2 separate regions of the Columba livia genome follow, and region 1 is linked to region 2. Evidence: chromatin contacts called from public Hi-C data. All regions are on one chromosome and are shown on one strand. The core of a region is the stretch at or near the end of the contact, and the rest is flanking DNA. Distances in the headings are between cores, read along the strand shown.

Region 1 (5,564 bases), core at 1,283-3,782, 200 kb after region 2:
TTACTAAAAATGTGATTGGCTTAATATCTTCTTTACTTGATATGCGGGCAATTATTGTAACAAGACACAGATATTTTCTGGGCTATAATAATTGGAAATTTGAAAATTATTTTATTATACTAAAATCCAATATGTATATACAAAATAAATACATAAATACTATTTTTTCTTTTAAGAATATTTTTAGAGTATTGTCTATACACCTTAAAAATACGTTAATGTGGCCCACTAAATATGAAAGCAAAGAATAAAGTAACATTCTTCTCCAGAAATAAACAGCAACAAAGCCAACATGAAAAAGCTGAAACAGTAACGAAGCTGAAAATTATTTGAACACTCACTGTGCTGGTTTTTCAGTTTCATATTAGAAACAGAGTGAAGACAACACTGGACAATGTTTGATTTCTCCAAGAACTGATGACTGCTCCCTTGAAATTACCAGATCTGAAAGGAGAAATGAAGCCATTCTTGAAGATCAGCTGCCATCTAGTGAATGGTAAGAAAACTGTTTAAAACATTATTTTATTTTTTTGACAGTTTAAACTGTATTCTTGGTGGAATACCTCTTTGACATCTTGTCACTGTTAATTTGGGGGTCTATAAATTATTGAGGAGCATGGCTGTTAACAGGTATGTGTTCCAAACCAGGGCAATGTCACTCATTGATGTTTTCTATTAAAATACATAAATAAGGTCTTGATCCCACAGTTTGCTCAAAAAAAGCCAATCCTGCACACTTTCAAAAAATCAGTATGTATCAGCAGGCATTTTCCTTCTCAGAAGAAATCAGATTTTTGAGATGCTACAATAAGCCTGTTACACAAAGAAGTTTATATATGAACATAAACCACACAGCTCATTTCAAATATGCACTTTTCCATACTTTTCTTTCCTAAATACAACCTTTTAAAACCAAACAGAGGGTCTAACACTTACAGTTTGGAGCTCTGAAATGCAAGTCTGCCATTTTAAACAGAGTATGTTTTCTGTTTAATCAAGTCCATATTCAAGGGCACGCATGTTTACGAGAACCTTTGAGGGAAAGAAATAAAACAAGAGAATGTGTTTATAAGACATTAGCTTGAAAATACATTATCCTTCCTGGAATGCAAGCTCCTTATAACCTTTTGCCTGTACATTACCTGGACAGTCATTAGTGTGTCCCACACTAAATACCTAAAAAGTCTGCATATTCAATATAAGCATTTGCATACACGTGCAGTACAAAAATGTGCTATGAAAAGAAACATTCAGTAGATATCCAGGAGAAAATGAACAGAAAAGAAGCACCGAAAGGAGAAAATTTTGAATTGAAAGGAAATAGAACAGAATTGAAAGGAAATAGAACATAAGCCCTTTGGCACATAATTAGGCATAAGGAGAAGGCTTGCTGGTTTTCACGCTGCTCAGCCCTACACCTTTCTTCTGGTTTCCTACTCAGCATTTAAAATTACCTGAACTGGCTCTGTTAACACTGTCTGCTTTTGTTCACGTGGCTTACTAAAATATTTGGTGTACAGCCCTTGGTTCAGTAAAGGAACATGATTAAGTGGGACATCATCAAAAAGATTTCTTTATGCTTCCCATCCAGAGTCATTTAAAGTACCTGCTGAGTCGTTCATCATCATGCTGTAAACCACCCTCTGCGTGTTCTGTGAGCACAGCTCTGTCTGCCCTCATGTATTTGAGATCCTAATTCTCATCGATATGTGGTCTCAAATTAAGCCTGTATGTACGCAGTACATGTGTAACTTCACTTTCTATGAAGCCACTTGCAAGAATAAAATTGTGCACACGCTAAATTTTATAGATCATGGTTTTGTTTTGTATCCCACAATGCTGGCAGATCTCCTTGAAGGTTTTTATGATGGTACCGCACAGTTCATGGCATAATCAAAGAAGTGGGCAGACCAGAAAGTTACACAATTAATTTTTCTTAAAAGCAGACTGAGCATTTGTCAGAGCAACACACTACTACAGTTTTACCAATTGTTGAATAAATATCTGTCCTAATCACTTAGATCAGCAGCTTCTCAAGTCAACTCTGTGGCTCCTCACTTGTTTTTTCTTAACCAGTATCTACAGTTGAATCAACCCCAGCCGCTGGTGAACAAGGTGCCACCCTGAGCCAAGGGAAGCGCTGACAGCAGACAAGGGAAAGAGGAAGCCCAACTTTTGGCAACATGTTTAGGAAGCGCCAACTCGACAAGCGGGAGGCGCTGAGGAGACGGGCTGAGGGAGAGGGAAGGAGGGAGGCGAGCGAGCCCGCCAGTACGAGCTCTGTGGAGAACAAGACAAGTGGCAACGAGGGAGATCAACCCATTTCGTCTGTGGGAAGAGAGTACAAGGAGCCGAAAGACGACTTGCAGCTGGTCAGCCCGTCACTGGCAGACCGCGTTCACCTCACAGACAGCGGTTCGCCGGTTCTGAAAGGAACGCCCTCAGGGGCGGCTGAGGCGGGAACGTGACGAGAGTTAGTGGCCGCCGCCCCGCTGAGCGCGCTCCTTCACACTGCGCGTGCTCCGCTATGGCGCATGTGCGCGGGGCGCAGTGGCCGCCGGGACGCGCGGCGGGTGCGCGGGAGCGGCTCCGGAGCGGCTCCGGAGCGGGCGGGGACCCCCGGGGGGACCACGGGGGCCTGGCGGAGCGGGAGGGCGAGGCGGGGTGAGTAAGAAGCTGGACGGGGCCGCGCAGAGCAGGGGGTCGTCGCCCTCTCCAGCGGAGGGAACTCCGCCCAAGCCCGCGATGGAGGCGGCAGCCTTAAAGCTGCTCCCGCTGGACCCGGGAGATGAAGGCACCCAGAGGTGCAGGGTCGGACCTGCCACTCTCTCCTTGCTGGGCGCCCGGCTCGGCGCTCCGCTGCGGATCTCCCTGCCCAGCGGCTGCTGTCTGTGCACGGCGTGGCCCCGGCACGACTTGGCGGACGGGTTCGTGCAGGCTGACCTGACCTGCAGCACCGCGGGGGTCGCTGCCCGGGACATGAGGGGCCTCACGCTGGGGGTCGGCCAGCTAGAGCTTCTGACCTCTCGCCCCTTGCAAAAGGTGACTGTGAAAGTGGTCCTTAAGAGCTCTGCACTGAAAAAGTCGACTCCCAGAGCAGTGTTGCAGGAGACGATCAGAGAACTGCTAAGAAATGTTTATGTTTCGCTTCATTATGTTGTTACTGTTGCCCCAAATCTCGAAAACCCCGTGGTGTATATTGAAATACTGTCTGTAGACCCTTTGACAGATGAAGCCGGACTGATAACCCACCAAACAAGCATAAAAATTAAGGAGGTTGTCACTTTTGAATGGTACAGACGCTTATCAGAAGACTCTGCAAAAACTTCCGTTGCAGGACTAGATAATGTGGAAAAGTCTTTGAAAGAAATGATTGATCTGCCTTTTCGCTTTCCAAAGACTTTTAAGAAGCTGGGGCTTTCTGTCCCTAATGGGGTGCTACTAATAGGCCCCCCAGGTGTAGGCAAAACTCTGATGGTAAAGGCGGTAGCAAGAGAAGTGGGTGCGTATCTGCTCTGCATCAGTGGCCCAGCCCTGTATGGTTCAAGACCAGGAGAAAGCGAAGAGAATTTGCGAAGAGTCTTTGAAAAGGGCAGAGAAATGTCAAATGAAGGCCCAACCATTCTCTTTATTGATGAAATTGACTCTTTATGCCCAAAGCGAGGAAGTTCAAACAATGCTCCTGAAGATCGTATTGTTGCCCAGTTGCTAACGCTACTGGATGGTGTAGGTAGCGAGGCGAAGATGGTCATTATAGCAGCAACAAACAGGCCTGATGCCTTAGACCCTGCGCTGAGACGACCTGGCAGATTTGACAGAGAGGTGAGCAAACCCTGGATTTCACACAGTCTATTTCCTTTCCTTTTTGACATGGAGCAGAGCACCGTTAGTTAATTTTTTTTAGTGTCTACTGATCATGTTTAATAATGGGATTCTGCAGGCTTGAAATGTGTGTCCTGTTTATTTCTTCAGATTGCTGCAGCTTGGGTAAGGTAGGGAGCATGTTTTACTCAGCCAACACAGAGCTCCAAATACTTGAAAGTGGAAAAGAGGAGTCTTTATGCTTCTTTATCATAAAAGCATGGACCTGTTCCTGAAGGTTTTATTTTGCCTACGGACACTTGGAGTTACAGACTTAGATTTCTCTCATTTAAATCCTGGATTGTGACACCTGCTGTGTCAAAAATTCTGTTCAGCTTTCAGTAGCAGAGGCTGCGTTTACTCTGGAAAACTTCTGCTGGCCTAATGGTCAAATGAAGAAAGAACACATGCGGTTAAGCAACGTACAATGCTTGTGCTTGTATTATTTATTTTGCTGGGTAAACACACTCCTGGGTCATCCAGTTTGGTCAAGTTTTCTGATGCTCACAGTTATTATTTTCCTGAATTTCTAGATTATTGAGATGTGTTTTATGGCGCTATTTTACCGGGGTTTTAGTAATGTATGAATGTTTATGTAATTGACTTTTTTTTTCTTTTGGATGAATCTAAGTCAGCTCTTGATATGCGAGACAATTATTGTTTGTGTTATGTTGAAATTACCTTAAAATAGGATTTAATGGGCGCTAGCTGGCAGAGTCTTATGTACAACTGTTTATACAAGCACAGTTCACTTTGAAAGTAAGTCCAAGTAAAAGGTATTTTCAAGATTTATCATTTGTATAGCACTGCTAATAAGTTTCTTGCAAAATGTTTTAGTTACAGTGCAAGTACATGTAAATCTTCAGTAAGCAGTATAAAGCAGAGCCAAACTTGCTTGCCTAGGTCTATAAAATCAAAGGAACATAGTAAAATATCTACTTAAAATTTTTGTTTACTGTATTTGGTTTAGGTGATTATTGGGACACCAACACTTACGCAAAGAAGATCTATCCTGCAGTTGCTTACATCTAATATGCCGATTTCTACAGACGTTGATTTGGTTAAACTGGCAGAAATGACAACTGGGTACGTCGGAGCTGACCTTACAGCACTCTGCAGAGAAGCTGCCATGCAGGCCGTGTTCCGCAGCTCTTTGGTATGGTTGCAGATTAGTCAACAAGAATGTAATTAATGCTATGTGCTGCCCTTTCCTCATTAATACTTGGCTTTACTTGCAAAGCTGACCAAGTGGAAGAACTCACAAGTTAAAATACTGGAAAACACCAACTGTGTTATAAATATAAATATGCTATTTTGCTGGTCCTTTCAGTTCTCACCTGAAAAGACTTTTATCCTTTCTGAATGAAAAGCTTTGCAGAAAGTTGTTATTCTCATCTTTTTAGGATTGTGCAAAGCAGAGATGTTAATCTTTTTTGTCAAACTAATCTATAATGTCCACCAAAGCTCTCTTTTGAAGCTATCAGCGATTTAGAATTCTACTTCTTAATAATAACCGCAAATTAAAGTTTAGGTTGACACTTAAGTATATAAGTGCTAGTGATAATAACTATTATCATTTGGGTTGCATGACTGGATAAACGTTATAGACACAAGGTATAAAACTGCCCATTGTGCAGGAATTTAACTTCTTAGATATTATATATGTGGAATTAGAGAATTGGTATTTCTTAATAGCTTTCTAT
Region 2 (5,362 bases), core at 305-2,804:
GCAAGTGTCTGGGGTTTTTCAGTTAAACTGCAGTACTGTAAATACAAGTTTAGCTGAAATTAATGCAATACAGACCTCAAGCCTCAACCATACACAGCTTTTTAAAAAAGTGCTTCTGTTTTCAAAACCTATGCAAAGTTCAGAAGAGCGAAAACACAACCAAACTAACCGCAAGCTCCAATACGATGATGGCAATAGAGTCACAACTAATCAGACATCGTAGAAAACACATTTTGTTTCAAATATAACAGCTATTTAGTTTACTAACCTCCCCCAAGGTGGTTTTAATCATTGGAAAAAAAAGCTTCTTATAATTCAAAGGAGATTTGTTACATCAAAACAACCCCAATATATAACCAATTTCCTCCAATAAATCAGTCTGTTGCTAACTGCAAGCAGCATTTTTTAACTGCAAAAGCTGAGAACAAACCCTGGGGTCAAAATGTGACTAGATAAAACACTTAAAACCCCGAACCCTGCAATTAAAAAAAAAAAACAAAACCAAAAACAACCAAACAAAAAAGGGCAAAAAGCTCACCAAGACCAGAAAGGCAAAAAGTTAAAAACCAGTACACCCTTGACGTGTTGCATCCGAGAGCGGCTGTGTGGCCACTGCTCCTCACTCCCGCTTCTCTTGCCCCCACTTTTGGCTCAGTTTGACGCTCAGGCCGGCACACGAGTGACACCTGCCCCCACGGAGCCCTCGCAGCCGCGGGTGGGGACGAGGCCTGACAACTTCAGGACTTCACTTCGTGCCTGACGCTTCGGTCAGAGGCGGAGGGGGGAGGCAGCGCCGGAGCAATCCCTTGCCCTACCCGCTGTGTTAGACAAACGGGGGCCCTGGCTCCCGGGCCCGAGGGGGCCAGCCCGGGGCCTAGCTGGCCTCCGGGCCGAAGTTGGCCTGTTTATCCGCGGAGAGGTGGCAGGGCGCCCGGTGGGGCCTGCTCCCAAAGCAGCACCCGCTGCCCACCGCCACCAGCCCTCCGCCCCGGAGGGAAACTCGTCCTGTCAGCGCTCCCTCACGGGGCAGCACCCGGCGGGGCTGCTGCTGCTGCTGCGGCGGCGGGCGGCGGACGCGCCGCGCCAGCACCGGCCGAGGCGGCACCGCTCCCGCGAGGCCCCCGGCCGCACCGCGCCGCCGACCTCCCCGCGCTCCCCGCGCCCTACCAGGTCGTAGTCCTCCTCATCATCGCACATGAAATCATCCTCCATGTCAGACATCTTGGCCGGAGGACGGGCGGGGGGAGGGGAAGGGGGCCGGGACAGGGAGGAGGCAGCGGGGACGGCCCCTTCTCCCACAACCCCGCGCGGCGCTGCCCAATGTGGCTCCGCTCCGCCCGGAACCCGCTGCCGCCCGCTCCCCTCCCGCCCCCGGGCCGGGGCACACGGAGCCCAAACCGCGGTGCACCGCCGCCGGCTTCCTCTCCCTGCTAGCAACCGGCCCCTAGCAACCGCGGCTGCGGGCGGAGCCCGCCTCCCGCCCGCCCTCCCTGCCGCCCTGCCGGCCTCCGGGGGGGCGCTGCGGCACCGCCTCGCCCCCTGACGCCGGCGGGGCCTCCGCGGCGGCGCCGCGTCTCAGCGGGGCGCAGGGCCCCGGCTCTGCCGCCGCCCGCCGGGCCCGGAGCGCGCCGGCATGGCGCCGGGGCCGGCCGCCGTGTCTCCGGTGTGAGCGCTGCGAGCCCGACTCCGTTACCGGGGCTGTAAGTCTGGTGACTGCGCGTCTCCGGATGGGAATGTCCCCGAGCCCGGCCCCTGGCTCGTGCGGCGTCGCTTAGTCCTTGGTGCAGCTTGTTTGCCTCAGTCAGTGCTGGAGGGTTTGCACGCGCCGTGTTCACCATAAGCAAATCATACCGTATCAGCAATCTGAAAAGGCCTGAACTGCAAAAAACCACGGACCTTGCAAAGCACCGGCTTCCTAAAGACTTTTACACACTAATTTCTGCCGCTGCCTTCAGCCGAGTGAGGTAAAATCCCCGTCAGACAAGCTCGGCCTCTCCACATCTCCACAGGGCCCGCGGTTCTCACAGACTCCCGGGTCTATCGGCAGCATTGGGCCTCCATATTTTTCTGTTGTGGATCATTTTATATTATTACAGTTTCTGACTGTCTCTTTCATTTCTATGGCTACTTCTAAGTCTTTACAAAATTGTGTTGCTATTCGGCCAACCGTAATAATCAGGAGAAAGAAGTTTTACCTCAGACACATTAATCCAAAATGACATCTAAATATTACTTTGCTTTTCTCAGTCCAAGCACTTAAAGCTCCAGGAGTTGAATATTAGTGTTTTTAAGATATACACCAACATAATAACGATAAACAAGTGAGTCTGCAAATGCATTTGAAAAGCTCAGTTCCTCAGAGGAACTGCAGCCATTAATCTGGAGGGGTGAACAGGAGCTGTGAGTCTGCTTGCTTGAGGGAAGCTGGCAGAGCCACACAACAGAAAAAAAAAAGGGGGGGAAAAAATAACGCCGTAGGGGATCATGCTGCCTATTTTTTATTTTTTACTTTTATTACTCGTGCATTTTGCCGAGGGGCGGCCCTCAGGGTGACCAACCGCGCAGGCCGCGCCGGGCGCTTTTCTGTTGTCAGCGAAATTCTGACAGGAACGAAGGAAAATGCCCATTTCCTTCCCGCCCCGCGGCAGCTTTCCTTTCCTGTCACGTCGGGGCTGTGGCGGCTGAGGCGCTGAGAGCAGAGCGGCCTCCCAGCCTGCGGGGTGCCGCCGTGCCTGCGAGACGGGCCTGAGGGCCCAGCAGCGCCGCCTCAGCGGTGCCTGCCGCCGGGGCCGGGCCGGGCTGCCAGCTCAGCGCCCGGAAGGACGGTGGCTGCCCGTCCCGTCACCGCGCTCCAGCCGGAGCCGTCACACCGCGCCCTGCCCGCCTCAGCCAGGGGCCCGCGGGGGGAGCCGCCATGGCGACGGACGCCCCCAGCACCCTCCGGGTCCAGCTGGTGGAGCAGCCCAGGTGGGTGGGTCGCTCCCCTTGGCCCCGCACCGGGAGGCCGAGGCGGCAGCCGGGACGCGGGAGGCGCCGCCGTTAGGGCAGGAGCGGGCGGTGTGCCGGCAGACGGGAGGTGGGAGCACAGGTGGGACGGGCTGTCCCCGCGGCCCCTGGCTGAGGGGTGAGAGGCTTTGGAGTTGCGATATTTCTATTCGTCTCAATACATGTGACACTTCCATTTGGCGCGGCCCCGGGAGCACCGTCGCCGCAGCCACATCGGCCTGGGGACACCTGGATTTCCCCGGCAGCGAGCGGGCCCGGGCCGGCAGAGGCGAGCGGCCCATTGTCCCGCTGAGCAACTCGCTGGTCACCGACCCCTCAGGCCCCATCTCCCCCAGACACAGCTCCCTGCAGCCCACACGTCCCAGCTGCCTCTCGCACAGTGCCCCTGTGGCAGGAAGGGAAATCATTCATTCATCCTTCCTCCTTTTTTTTTTGTCCAGAATTTTGGGAATACTGATTATCCTCTTATCCTTTTGTCTATAAAAAAAAGGTGGAACAGCAGAGGCCTGGCTGTGCGTTGGTGCGGCTGTGGCACGTGGCAACACATGCTCTTTCCTCCTGGAGTTGCACTCAGCATGTGCAAGTAGAATGCACAAACAGTTCAAACGATCCTTTTACCTGTTTTAGCACTGCAAAAGCATCTTTAAAAAACAACCAACCGACTTCTGTTCCTTGTGTACGATTGCAGTGTTTCAGTGTACATTACATGGAAAGGAGGAGTCCAGCATTGCCAGATTTGGATGTGTGAGGTTGTGAGGGATGCCTTTGCTTAACACTTTTGGCAATCATCTCCGATGTAGGTGCTTAAAATGCAGCATGCGTGTTGCAACATCACGGCCAAAGCCTGTAAATAGCCTTTCATCAGGCCTTCTTGTAAAACCCACATTTAAAAACAAACAAAAAAAAGATCAATCAGCACTTACATAAATATACCCCCATGACTGCTCTGTTTGTTCTTAGTCTCTTGGTACCAACACCACTGTAAAAATATCTGTGAAACAAAGACGCATTTTAAGTACTGACACGAAAAGGAATAAAGTTAACACCTAGAATTCTGCCAACAGATTCCCCCATAGACAACAATATTGTTATCTAGAAATGGGATTGTACAATGAAATGGCAGAAATTGCTTCTGCTAATTGGAAGACTGATAAACTAGTCAATACTAGGGGAGATTATAAGGAAGGGGAATTACAGAAGGACCTAATACAGCTTTGTTACTGGGCACAAAGATGGAAAAGTACTGAAAGATCTGTTAAGAAGAAAAAAATCACTACAAATAATATTTTGTAGCTTTCCATCTAAAGAAATCTTACAAAACATTTGAATATGTAGTTGGACAGTGACACAGATTTAACAAAGAAGTACAAACTAAATAATTGACTGTGAAATTTTGTAGCATCTGTTTCTCATTGTTGTCTTCTTACACTCTGAATTAACTAGGCTTCTAGCTCTAGTTTTAGACTAAATGTAGAATCCTTAGCAGGGTTTCTGGTACTGGATTTTTGGTAGTAGACTAAAAAAAAACAAAAAAAACAACAAAAAAATGGCTATATGCTCTAAAGCCAATAGGGTGTGCTAGTAGAATATTCTTAGTCCCATTTTAAAGATTGTTTCTCTTGTGTTCTTGCCACATTTTCACCATTTAAGTCTTGCTTACATTAATGAAAATGAATGGGTTAGTGTGCCACCTAGATTGCTTTAAGGTAGTTTTGAAGCAGATCACTGTCAAATTTCTTATGCTTCCCTAAGATAATGGCTTAATCTCTTCTTTGTTTGCCCACTGTTCCTGCATGACACACCAAAGCCTCCCAACTTTGCACGCAGAGCAAAAGCTAGATACCTGTACAATCTTCAGAAATAAAGCAATATCAATATTTTTAATTTGCGTTGGAACTTTCAGTGGCCTGTCTAGCACCTCCAAATGGAAAACCTAAAGAACTTTATGGGAACTGCTGCTGTAAACCTTCAAGAAACATTGAAACTTCCTGCCATTTCAGCAAATACAGTCCTTCTAAACGTTTCTAACCTGCTTTCAGATTGCAGAAGCTGAAGGAGATGTTTCTATCCAAATTTGGAACGGCTCCTGAGTTTTACGTTCGTGCACCTGGGCGAGTCAACCTAATAGGTAAAAGAGAAAAATTAATCTGCTGTTATTTTATCTGCCATCATGGAAGCCTAGTAGTTTAAAAACATAGAATCAAAGTAACGTTAGTCTTAATTTTACTTTTTTTTCGGAGAAGTTGCTTGATATAAATGGAAAAGAAGACAATACTAGTTTTTACTACCCCTCATTATAATCAACTGCACGCTCAAATGTCAGTTTTGGAAAAAACATTTATAGAGACTAGTGATG

The links. Hi-C and Micro-C count contacts between places; a contact is called where the count stands out from the background.
Region 1: a contact with region 2 is called in a Hi-C map of crop, with 2.9 times the contacts expected there. The contact joins the promoter of AFG2B here to the promoter of GALK2 in region 2.

What each region holds. Positions count from the first base shown.
Region 1 is chr11:2,788,785-2,794,348 of bColLiv1.pat.W.v2, forward strand. It overlaps AFG2B (AFG2 AAA ATPase homolog B), which reads left to right and starts at 2,533. Exons shown (of 8, transcript XM_005513070.4): 1 at 2,533-3,822; 2 at 4,832-5,017. The coding sequence starts at 2,746.
Region 2 is chr11:2,587,304-2,592,665 of bColLiv1.pat.W.v2, forward strand. It overlaps GALK2 (galactokinase 2), which reads left to right and starts at 1,555. Exons shown (of 9, transcript XM_065075877.1): 1 at 1,555-1,964; 2 at 5,046-5,134. The coding sequence starts at 5,065. COPS2 (COP9 signalosome subunit 2) reads right to left here and starts at 1,382. Exons shown (of 13, transcript XM_065075880.1): 1 at 1,168-1,382. The coding sequence starts at 1,221. It overlaps LOC135580494 (a long non-coding RNA gene), which reads right to left and starts at 5,129. Exons shown (of 3, transcript XR_010475223.1): 1 at 5,036-5,129; 2 at 3,930-3,997; 3 at 2,965-3,850.